2 separate regions of the Capsicum annuum genome follow, and region 1 is linked to region 2. The links are chromatin contacts, called in public Hi-C maps. All regions are on one chromosome and are shown on one strand. Each heading gives the region's core, a stretch centred on a gene start, on an enhancer-like site or on the middle of the called end of the contact. The rest is flanking DNA. Distances are from core to core; before and after follow the strand shown. Region 1 overlaps LOC107850218 (homogentisate phytyltransferase 1, chloroplastic). Region 2 has its middle 13 kb from the start of LOC107850198.

Region 1 (5,503 bases), core at 788-3,287, 110 kb before region 2:
TTTGTTTCTTAGCTCTGGTTCTTTACATCTTCCAGAAGTTGTGGTCTCAATGAGGTAGTGGATTGGGGCATTAGTTCATTTATCCTCTTTTTGTCTGAGATATCAGGCTCCCCTTCCCTCTTTCTTTTCCCGCTTTGCTAATCTTCCCCTCTAACGTGGGCTACTTTTCAGCTTTGAGCTGTCGAGTGACCTGGGCTACGGATTTTTCCGTTGGTTGATTCTCGAAACGACCAGGCAGGGGATTAAGGTAGTTTACTTGCTGGCTGATAAGTCTTGGTCTCGACCTTGTTGAGCTCTCCCCGATCGAAAGTTCCCCCGGCCTCCCCTTGCTCTTCCACCATCCGGGCTCCCTACCGGACTCTAAAGTAAAGAAAGGGTACCACTTATTTGGAAACTCGCAAGATGGTTACTGCTTCTGTCTGAATCGACATCACATATGTAACCAAAAAGGAAAGATAACTATCTATTATTAGGTGTAGCAACCTTTGAAATGTGGAGTGTTAGCAAGACCCCGCGCCGAAGATAAGAACTGAAACCTAACAGATAAACAAGGATTAAATGCGAAGAAAGCTCGAAGAGCTTCTCTTATATTATAGAAAGGTTTGTAGAAAGGGGATTCTTCAAATATCCCATGTTGTAGGGGCTTCAATGAAAGCCTGTATGACGCGAGAGTGTCACGTGAAGTTTTGAGAAATTTGACAACTTGAAAACTGGGTGCTAGATAGTCTTGCTCGAAAAAGCGCGGAAGCTTAAGCGGAAATGAAAGAGGAGGTTGAGTCTCAGAAGAGAAGACTAAGCTCAGACGAATTGCAGTCCGCCTGAAGTTTTCACCTAAAATTAACCAAAATAGGAAAATTAGATATTCTTTCCAACATATTGTTGCTGAAGCTACAGTGAATAATCTGCATATGATCATTGTGTATAGGTTGGTCTTTATTCAACATTTGAGCTTCCAAATGACCTGCACTGACATGAGTACTTATATTTGCATTTGTCAGGTTCTGGGTCATGCTGCTTTGGCTCTTTTACTTTGGACTCGAGCCAAATCAGTTGACTTTAGTAAAAAAACAGCAATAACATCCTTTTACATGTTCATATGGAAGGTAATATTTCTCCCAGAAAGTCGTGCAAAAAGCATGTTAGCTCGAAACTGTGGCCCTATTTAGCATGTAAAGCAAGACAATAAGATCTTTTTTAGCTATGTTTTGTGCATATGCCATATCTTTGGCTGTAAAACCAGTTCACCTTTTATTTCCCTGCACTTGCTAGAGTATAATGGCATTCCAAAATGTTAATCTCTCATCGGTACATACTTATATGACGAGTACAAATTTATGTGTGCGTATATAGTCTCTCAACTTGGTGTTCAGCATGACCTCTTTTGGGAGATCCTATCAACCTGCAGTCTTTTGTCTGACGTAATGCCCACACTTGTTCGTTAATGTTAGGGAAAGTATATTAAAACAATAGAGCAACATGATGAGGTTTGGAGAATTTTACAGCATTAGATAATGACCAGCTTCTCAAATCTCAAGAATAAGCCTACACAATAAGTCATCTCTAGTAACTTCACTTAGATTTGTCTCAGCTGAAAATGCTGCTTTTATGAACTTCCCTAGAAGTGGTGGAGTAATATGTATAGAAGGGGTGAAACTCACAATTGATAGTCTCAATGTAATTAGCGTCATGCATAGAGAAAATGACACATACTGTAGCATCAATAATGCATATTTTGCATTACAAATGTGAAGCATACTTTGGCAATGTCGCTACAAAGTTGAGCTTGAATCTGTGCTTAGAGTTCAGTACAGCATGCACCTTAGTTTCTTTCCTTATTTAGCTTGAACCTTGCTTATTCAGGCCATCTTTTTATGACTCCTTTATGTATATTCATTCCATGAACTTTCATTTTTTGGTTGGCAGCTTTTCTACGCAGAGTATTTGCTCGTACCGCTTGTGAGGTGAATGACTAAGCGCATGAATAATACAGCCTTTCACCTTTAACCGTGATGGATGTAAGTGTGGTTAAATTAGCTGGCAGCTTGTCAATTCTTGTAGATTTTTGAAAATTATTTGAATTCTGGTAAATGTAGTTTTGGGTAAAGATCTTGCACCGAATTGTGTTCATTCTTACTGTTTATGATTATTCAAATTAATTGTTTGATTATCAGCTAAATTAAATTACTCGTTTTGTATGACATACAAACATAGGTTATGGTTGAGGAACCGATTGAACTAAAACCTTTTGATCTTAGTGAAATAATAAAAAATTCAAGCTGGGCTCGTGCAATTTGCAAAAAGTATAACAGTAAGGAAAGAGAGTGCCTTATATGAGGTCAAAAGATGAGAAGTGTACTGTCTTTTGTCGTAAGTTTTAGCAAAAGGAGTGCCTAATATGAGATCAAAACCAATATTCCAAATTTATCCAAACATATGTTTCGGAAATCTGTTACTAAACTGCAAGGAACAAGTGAAATTGTTTTCTTCTCATCAGGGATACATATGATTCGTCCATATCAAGAGTGGTTTTCTTGCATTTTCAATTTTTAAGTTACTCCCTCGTTCAGATTTATAAGTTGAATATCATGTTTCTATAATTGAAAATAACTCGGGCATAATAAGTTCAAGTGAGTTTTGAGATCACCTTTGTTTGTCCCTAATGAATCACATTTATGCGTGTTCAGGCGGTCAAACATTATACAAAAGTGTCCAACGTAGATTATACTGTACTTCATCCTATTTAGGGGCAAAAAAGGGGGAAAATTAGACAAAATATTCATTCGGTTAAATTTCTTGCCCAAAAAATAGTCTACTTGAAAGAAATTACCCACTTATTACATAGGTATTGACCATTCAGCTATTTTAATTACTCCCTTCATTTAAAAAATAATGACTATGTTTTGACTTGACGTGCAGTTTAATAAAATAAAGAAGAATTTTTAATCTTGTGATTTTAAATTAAAGTTATGTAAAAGTACCAAAATGCTCTTTAATATTTTGGTTTTAAACATGTCACGTGGAAACTTGAAAATAAAATGTTATCAAAATAGGAAAGGATTCTATATTAAACGAATTAAAAAGGAAGGTAGATCAATCTTTTGGAAACGGAGGGAGTACTAAAATTGACCCTCCAACTACATGTATTTCATCATCATCTTCTTCATTGTGTTGCTTCTCTTCTTCATTCTTCTACTTCTTCCATGTGATAACGATTTGTAAATAACATCTTCACCTGCAATTTCGTAACAAAAAAGCCTATCTCGAATTAATAAATATCTGCACATTTGGAGTGCAAAATCCTTGGAATCCTCAGTAATATTTCGTAATTGAAGATCTAATGCTTGAACCATTGGTGGTGGTGGAAGCTCGAATAGGCTTGCTACCAAAGTGGGTTGCGGATTGGGTCGGAAGGTAGAATTTGGAAGTGGAGGTAAAGGAAGAAACACAGAATTTAGGAACCAACATTCAAGACCGATGTTGTTCTTCATCATCAACTGCGCGACTTTGCGCTATAAAAAATCAACTTTTTTCTCTCGCAGTGAAATCTTTTGATGATGGAAATATTAGAAATACAGAGCAATGACTCAGTGGAATTTAAAAATAGGGTACCTTCAACCATTGTCGAAATCGTTGGCATTGATGTCAACTTCTCTACTGCCTTTTTGGTGAGTCTTCTAAGCATTCAACCTTCACTCTTTAGATGGTGTGGAGTTTTTAAAAAGGTTATGCTTAGGGACACGAATCAGATCTACACTTGTATCTAATGTTCTCCCATCAAGATCATAGATTAGCAGTTCTACAACAATTTCAATTTTGAATATCAAAATAAGAGGCATCTGATTAATGGGGAAGGGATTATAACTTACCACAAAATTACAACGCAATTACAGAGAAGTTACCAATCATTTTTTAGAAAATGTCAACATTCATTCTCCCACTTGGTCTTGTAAACTCTAATCCCTTAAGTGAAACATTATACATGAATCATGATGATAATTCCTCTAAAAATGAGTAGTATCTTCCATGTATCACAATGCATTATGGCTCTAAGCCTTAGCCAACACGAATTAACGAATACCTTCAATATTTAATCTATGTCCACACTAGTGATATTTCTCAAAATAAAACTGAATGTGCATACAGTTACAAATAAAAGAAATATCACATAAAATAGAGTTTCATAAACATTTGTTGTTACAACGAAATTTTTACATAATAGAACTAAATTCCATTGACTATAAGATCCTTAAATTTTTTTGGTGGCATGCCTTTAGTTAAGGGATCAGCTAACATTAGTTTAGTGCTAATGTGTTCTATGACACTTTCTTATTTTTAACACATTCTCTTATGACTAGATACTTGATGCTAATATGCTAGCTTAATGCAATGCAAGTCATCTTCAAACCATTCACAAGAAGCCAAGCCCTTCAAGAATTGTTCGTGAAGATGGACGTACTTGAGCATATTTTGATCACATCCAACGGGTTCCATATCATGAATGATTGGGCTGGGGATTGGGAAAAATGATATTCTGCCAAGTTGGGTCAGTTTGGTGTGATAAATCTTCATAGTTGTGACGGTTGGTGCAACGAATCTTCAAGTCTGTGATGACTTGGGTGACGATTCTTCACGTGGGTGATGATTCTTTATAGTGAAACAACCCACCTTTGGCTACTTTTTTGATTTATTTGAAGTTCCACTTTTGGGTCACTTATGTAATACATAGTCTTGACTATAAATAGCTAATTTTAGATTTTCATTCCTTAGTTTTTGCTTATTGATGAAAAAACAGTCCAAAGAGAGTTGAGCTTGATGAGATTTTGTTGAATTCATGTTTAGAAATAATTGGCTGCGAGGGCGTTACAATTCCCTCAAGGACAAACCTAAGAGTTTAGGTGCTTTTTGATAATTTAATTGGAGGTCTTTGGATTTGAAAAATCTATTGATTGCTATTTCTATTATCTTTTTCGTATCTATCTTATCATCTCTATCGATTTTCTTTAGTTTTTATAGTATATTTTCTCTTTTCTTAATTTGAGTCATATCAATTGATATCAGAGCCCAGCTTAGGATCGTTCTCACGATTCTAGTCTTGGGTTTGTTCTAGTCTTACAAAAAAAAGTGTGTTCAATTTTATTTTTGAGAAAAATCCAAAAATATTTTGTTGTTTTGAGTCTTTTTCTGAACTTTCTAATACTAGAATTGCATTCTCTAGTATTGCTATAGTCTAGACTTCATCTTACTTTGGATGAGGGTTAAAATTTCCACCATTGTTGAGTGAAGAAGCTTGAAGAACTTGAAATGAGTCTATTGATTTGTTGTTGATTTAGATCCGATTTATACTGGGCTTTGTTGTCTACATTGAGAGGAAGCAAAGGTTAAAATTTGGGGCCATTTCGAGTTGATTTGAAAAAGGCTAGAAATTTAAATATTCAAAGTGTTCTTGGTGATCTTTATATCTTCTTAGTGAAGAAAAAGTAAGAAAGTACAATTTGACCCAAAA
Region 2 (5,693 bases), core at 2,178-4,677:
AAGTCCTGTATACTGATCGACCATCAACTTTTGGATATCATTGAATTTCATGTCAACCTACATTGTGAATAACATTTTGGACTTCATGATAACCTATAATATGTTTTAACATTAACAGAACAAAAACAACAAAATTTTATACTTACATAAGTCCTAACATAAGACTTTATCTCGTCCAAATCAGACTTGGATAGTGATAGATTTTTCTCTGAAGCAGCAGGTGATTTATCGGCATCCCTCATCTCAACATTAGGCACAACTTTGTCTTTATCCAATGAAACTCGGGGCTCCGAATGATCAATTGAAGAATCTGCCAAATTTTTATCTTTGGACAACTTGTCTGACTATTTTTTAGACTTTGTTGCTCGTAATCGAACCTTTTCTGACTCCTCAACTATTTTTTGTTTCTTCACAGGAGGATATGAAGATTGACCAGTATCAAGCCTCATCTTTTTTAGAAGGCCTACACTAGAAGGTGTACTAAAATCATCAAATTCATCTCCAAATTCAGATTGTTGTTTTACAGCTACTGCTTGTGCTACATTTGTCGCATCATCTGTTGAACCAAACATCAAAGGATTTGGCAATTCAAGATGGTTCAATTCCCGTGGTGACGGGGTTATATTCCTGTATACAAGCTTCAAAAAAAAGTAACACAAAAGATCAAAAATTAGAAGTACCTTAAAAATTACAAATAGACATACAAAAGTATAACGGTGAAATAAACACTACCTTACTAAACATATCGTCCATAAGATCCTTGTATCTAGGCTTGGGTTTTACCACTTTCCAATTCACCATTCTTGGAATTAAATTGTGAACACGAACGGCAAGTAATTCATCAACTTTGGCACAACATTCATACCACTAAATCTGAAGCGCGTATGGAAGGCCACTCATACGGTAAAACTTTTGGACCTCATTCATCGACCGGATAATAAAAGACATCAATTTTTCAAAACCTACTTTTCTCCATGGAAAACGACTATAACTTCCATCATCCACCATGTGGAAGTCTCGGGCAGGGATATTAATTTTATCTAATTGGGAGAACACAAATGTGTGTATAAAGTACAATATCCCAATTTTCACCGCACCTTTCATATTTTTTCCCCAGTTTTAGTCAAGAAAAGATCGACCAACTCACTTCTTTTCACACATGGTGACGAATTTGGAAAATATTTTCTTTGCAGTCGACATGGTGGAAGGTCTGAATACTCAAAATCATCAACGCTACGTTGGCATTTCAAGCCGGTAACGATAGCAAACTCATACAATGAAAACCTTAGAATTGTATTATTGATCTTTACATGAGTGTTAAGACTTCTAAGGTCATCAAACACCTTGCTATCGATCCTTGAAAATTACAATTGGGTAGGTCCAGAAATGACCCCAAATAAGTGCTTCTGAACATTCTAATTTCTTCATCATTCAGAACTTCGTTAAGCTTATCTACCACATTGAGATTATGTGTACTACCAATCCTTACATTGTGGGAAGGTCGTTTTTTCACAAGCAAACTAACATTCTGTCAATAACACAAATCAGCAGATGATTCATAAGTCAACTGAATCACATATTTATAAATTACAACAACAAAAAAATGAGTACATAAAGTGCTATCATTTGCTGATTTACTTATATGAGTACATATGTATAAAAAATGAGTACATATATATAAACAAAAAAAGTTATCCACAGAGAATAAAAGTCACAAGCATATGAATCACTTATATGAAGCAACTGTTAAAAGTAACAAGCATATGAATCACCCATATGTATAATGTGTCACACATATGAATCACCGTATGAATTAACAAATAAACATGAATCACAAAATAACCAGTTATTCTGTATGAATCACAAATAAATATGCAGTTATATGAAGCACCCTTATGAATCACTAGTTAAAAGAATCAGTTATATTAATCAATATCTATGAATCACCATCACCATATATGTATCACCAAATAAATATGAATCACAAAATAACCAGTTAATTTGTTAATATGCAGTTATATAAAGCACCGTTATGAATCACTAGTTAAAATAATCAGTTATATTAATCAATATGTATGAATCACCATCACCATATATGTATCATCAATTAAATATAAATCACAAAATAACCAGTTAATCTATTAATATGCAGTTATATGAAGCACTCATATGAATCACTAATTAAAAGAATCGATTATATTAATCAATATCTATGAATCACCATCACCATTTATAAATCACCAAAAAGATATGAATCACCAAGTAATAAGTTAATCTGTTAATCTGCAATTGTATGAATCACCCATATGAATCACCATTTAAAAAAACCCCGTTATTAGTTGCAAAAATAAACCTGCTCCAACGAAAATTTGGGAATTTGTTCAATTTCATCTCTATCTTCCATTTGCATGTGGAAAACTTGATTTTTTGCAGCAAAAGCTTCTCTTAAAATCTTCAATTTTCAGGATCGTTCCGCTGCTTTGACCGATTTTCACTAAAACCTAATTTGGTGTAATCAAAACTGTCCGAAGTAAAACCCACGATCTGATTACTATCACGAACAACTATTTGTGTTTCAATTTGTGAAATCCCCAAGCTGAATGAGGGTGAATCTTCATTAGCCATTGAAGATAAAACAAATTAACACAAAAGGATTTTAAAGCATAAACAATAAGCTAACCTCTTTGAAGAAGTTGTCACTTTCTAAAATTAAAGGATGAACGGTTGAAATCAGTTGAATTATTGAAATAAAGTTGACTCAAAAACTACTAAAATGAGAGAGATTTTACGGGAATAATTTGTGGTAAAAAAAAAGATATGCATAAAAAGAAAGAGATATATGGCGTGAAAAGAGAAGATGTAAAAAGAAAGAGAAAGATGGCGTGAAAAGAGGAGAAAAAATAGGATAGGTAAGTTATAGCATATGTATCATTAGTAAATATGAAAATAGGGATTTTATGTAATTTTTAAAATATATATGGATATTATGTAATATGGTGGCTTAAATTAGGGATTTATGTAATTTTTTTCTTTATTTAATAAAACAGAATAATTAAATTAGACACGTGACACCATCACATGGCGCATTGAATTTGGACATAGATATTGCGGGGAGGTAATAACATGACTTTTATATATAATTTGAGGTGGAAACAATGATTTTTTTCTTTTAAATATCAATATGAGAGGGTCATTACAATAAGTAGCAGAGAATTTTTAAAAGAATACCCAAAATGAAGTGGCAGTTTTAGATTCAATTTTTTTTTTTGAATTTTGGATCGTGTTTCGGACCTTTGTGGATCTGGGAATTTCAATTTTTTAAATTTCTTTTACTCGTGTGGGACCGCTGGATTATAATACATATATGGATTGGTTGTATATTGTGTATCTAAATCCTAACAATGGGATCGGGTGGGTGCTTCAAGCTTTTTTTGTTCGTTAATGGTGGGGAACCAAGGTTGAAGATGAATGAACTTTTTAATTAAAGCCGAAATATTCTGACTTATAACTCGGAACTTTTAATCCCATTTCATATCTTGAAATTTTTAATTCTATTTTAAATATCAGAATTTTTAATTTCATTTTATACAAATTTTTATTGTTCAACAGGGATAATGCCTTAATTAAAAAAATTTATAAATCAAAATTAATTATTTTGAATAGCTTATTTTGATACCACTTTAAAAAGATGACTTATTTCTATCACTTTTTACTTAACGTTGAATCATTTCTGTGGCGAATTCTAGTTAATGAATGCCACTTTTAAGGCAAAATAAGTGGCATTGCTTGTTTCTCCCCAGAATAATTTTTCATTCTTCAAACATCTTTCTCTATTTTATTTTTTCTATCTCTCTCCTCAGTGGCATTGAAATACTTTAAAGGGCAAGTAGTGATATTTCTTTATTGAATAGTTTAGCCAACAGTTATGGCAATAGTCTAAATAATTGTTAGGCCTCATGATGAAGTTTGAGCTGATTGAATTCTAGAAAGAAAACAATGTACCTCCCTGCTCTCATAAACCTTAGGTCCTAGTTATATCTCATTCCTTGTCTATGAAAATAAATAAAATTAAATATGATCTGCTTTATCCTTTTCGATTTGAAGGATTGAAAAACATTATTTTTCTACTTTTTAAATTATTTTGAAATCGTAAAGAAAAGTTCGTAATAATTTAAAAAATTATAGAGTCGCCACTTGATTTTTGAGAAAATATCAAGAAAAACTAAAAATATTACTTAAAAGATCAAAAATAGAAAAAATCTTTTAAGTTTAGAAATTTCGAGTGAGTGGTTCCGATTAATATTCCTGAAAGGTTGTTAAGGCATCAAAAGTATCCATTAACTTGCGGTTATTCAAATTATTTGAAAATAACTTTTTGAATAACATTAAAAGGGAAAGTTGATTTTTGAAAAGAAATCGATTAAGGAAAAGTTTATTTTCAAGATTTGTGCAAAATGAATTTTGACGACTTAGCGAAAATTTTAACTAAGTACAAAAAAAATGAAAAAAAAAAAAAACTAGCACATAAAGGGGAAATGGGAAGATTAAAAACTTAGACCATTAGGCTTAAATCATTCAAATGAACCTGTTCTAGTCTAATCATTTGAGCTTTTGCCCCATTTGCATCTGTCCTAGTTTAATCATTTGAGTTTTTGGCTCATAACTTGTTCTAAACTAGTATTTGGACCCTGAAGGACCAAAAATTCGCTTCACCTATATTAAATTACAATTTTGACTTCGAGGCTCAAATGAATGAACAAATAGAGAAATAAATAAATAAATAATAAGACAATAACAAAAATTGAGACTTTTGAACCCGAGGCTCAAATGAATGAACAAATAGATAAATAAATAAATAAATAAATAAATAAATAAATAATAAGACAATAACGAAAATTGAGACTTTTCAAGTCTCTTAGCGACCTCATCAATGGATTTTGACCAATTTTCCTTTTTCTTTCATCTTCTTGCACCCGCACGCCATATAATCGATTTTGAATTTAAACTTTGGACTTGACTCGAAGAGATGGGCCTTATTGGCCCATTACGAAATACAAGAGGAAAGGAGTCCATTTGAACTCCAAAATAAAATCATGCAAAGAAAAAAATTAATGTGATGAGATGGAAAAATATTATTTTCAAGCATAATGAAATAGTATACAATGATATAAAAAACAAATCAAATTATCCAACGAAAAGAAAATTAACCTATTTCTCAAGCAAACTTACAAAAAATCAAGCCTAGCACAATATAATCAACTAATCCTTGAAAAGAAGACATTGACCCACAAATATAGTTGCTTAAAATTTGGCAAATATTTTCTATAGATTAACACATATTTACACCAAATACTTTCATTAAACAAAGAAAATGGGAATGAGCATAAGATGAGGGAATCTTTTTGTGACATCTCAAATATAAAATATAAGACATACTAATGAAACAACATTTTTTCAATACTGAATGGAGTCAATCAACAGATTTTAAAAAAAATCATGGTAGTATGCGAATAACAATGGGACGTCTAAATATACAAAAATACTTCAAGAAATAAATTAATAAGCAAGGTGAAATAAATAGCATATATTAAACATGTTTGAGAAATTATATTCAAAGACAAGATAAGAAAAATGCTAAAAGATTAATTCTAAGAGAAAAGTGTTCAATTATGCTAACTTCTATTTTAGTTTTA

Evidence for each region. Hi-C and Micro-C count contacts between places; a contact is called where the count stands out from the background.
Region 1: a contact with region 2 is called in a Hi-C map of leaf, with 4 times the contacts expected there. The contact joins two enhancer-like sites. A contact is called at or near these places in 2 of 5 Hi-C or Micro-C datasets (leaf and placenta).

What each region holds. Positions count from the first base shown.
Region 1 is chr7:49,633,780-49,639,282 of UCD10Xv1.1, reverse strand. LOC107850218 (homogentisate phytyltransferase 1, chloroplastic) reads left to right here. Exons shown (of 11, transcript XM_047393535.1): 11 at 1,924-2,176. The coding sequence ends at 1,965. Among protein-coding and RNA genes, the nearest start is that of LOC107850218, 26 kb to the left of the region's middle. Within about 2 kb of position 2,037, at least 3 of the 5 cell types and tissues checked have an H3K27ac peak or open chromatin away from gene starts, as enhancers often do. A contact at or near this core is called in leaf, where this site is marked.
Region 2 is chr7:49,522,890-49,528,582 of UCD10Xv1.1, reverse strand. No RefSeq gene overlaps it. Among protein-coding and RNA genes, the nearest start is that of LOC107850198, 13 kb to the right of the region's middle. Within about 2 kb of position 3,427, at least 4 of the 5 cell types and tissues checked have an H3K27ac peak or open chromatin away from gene starts, as enhancers often do. A contact at or near this core is called in leaf, where this site is marked.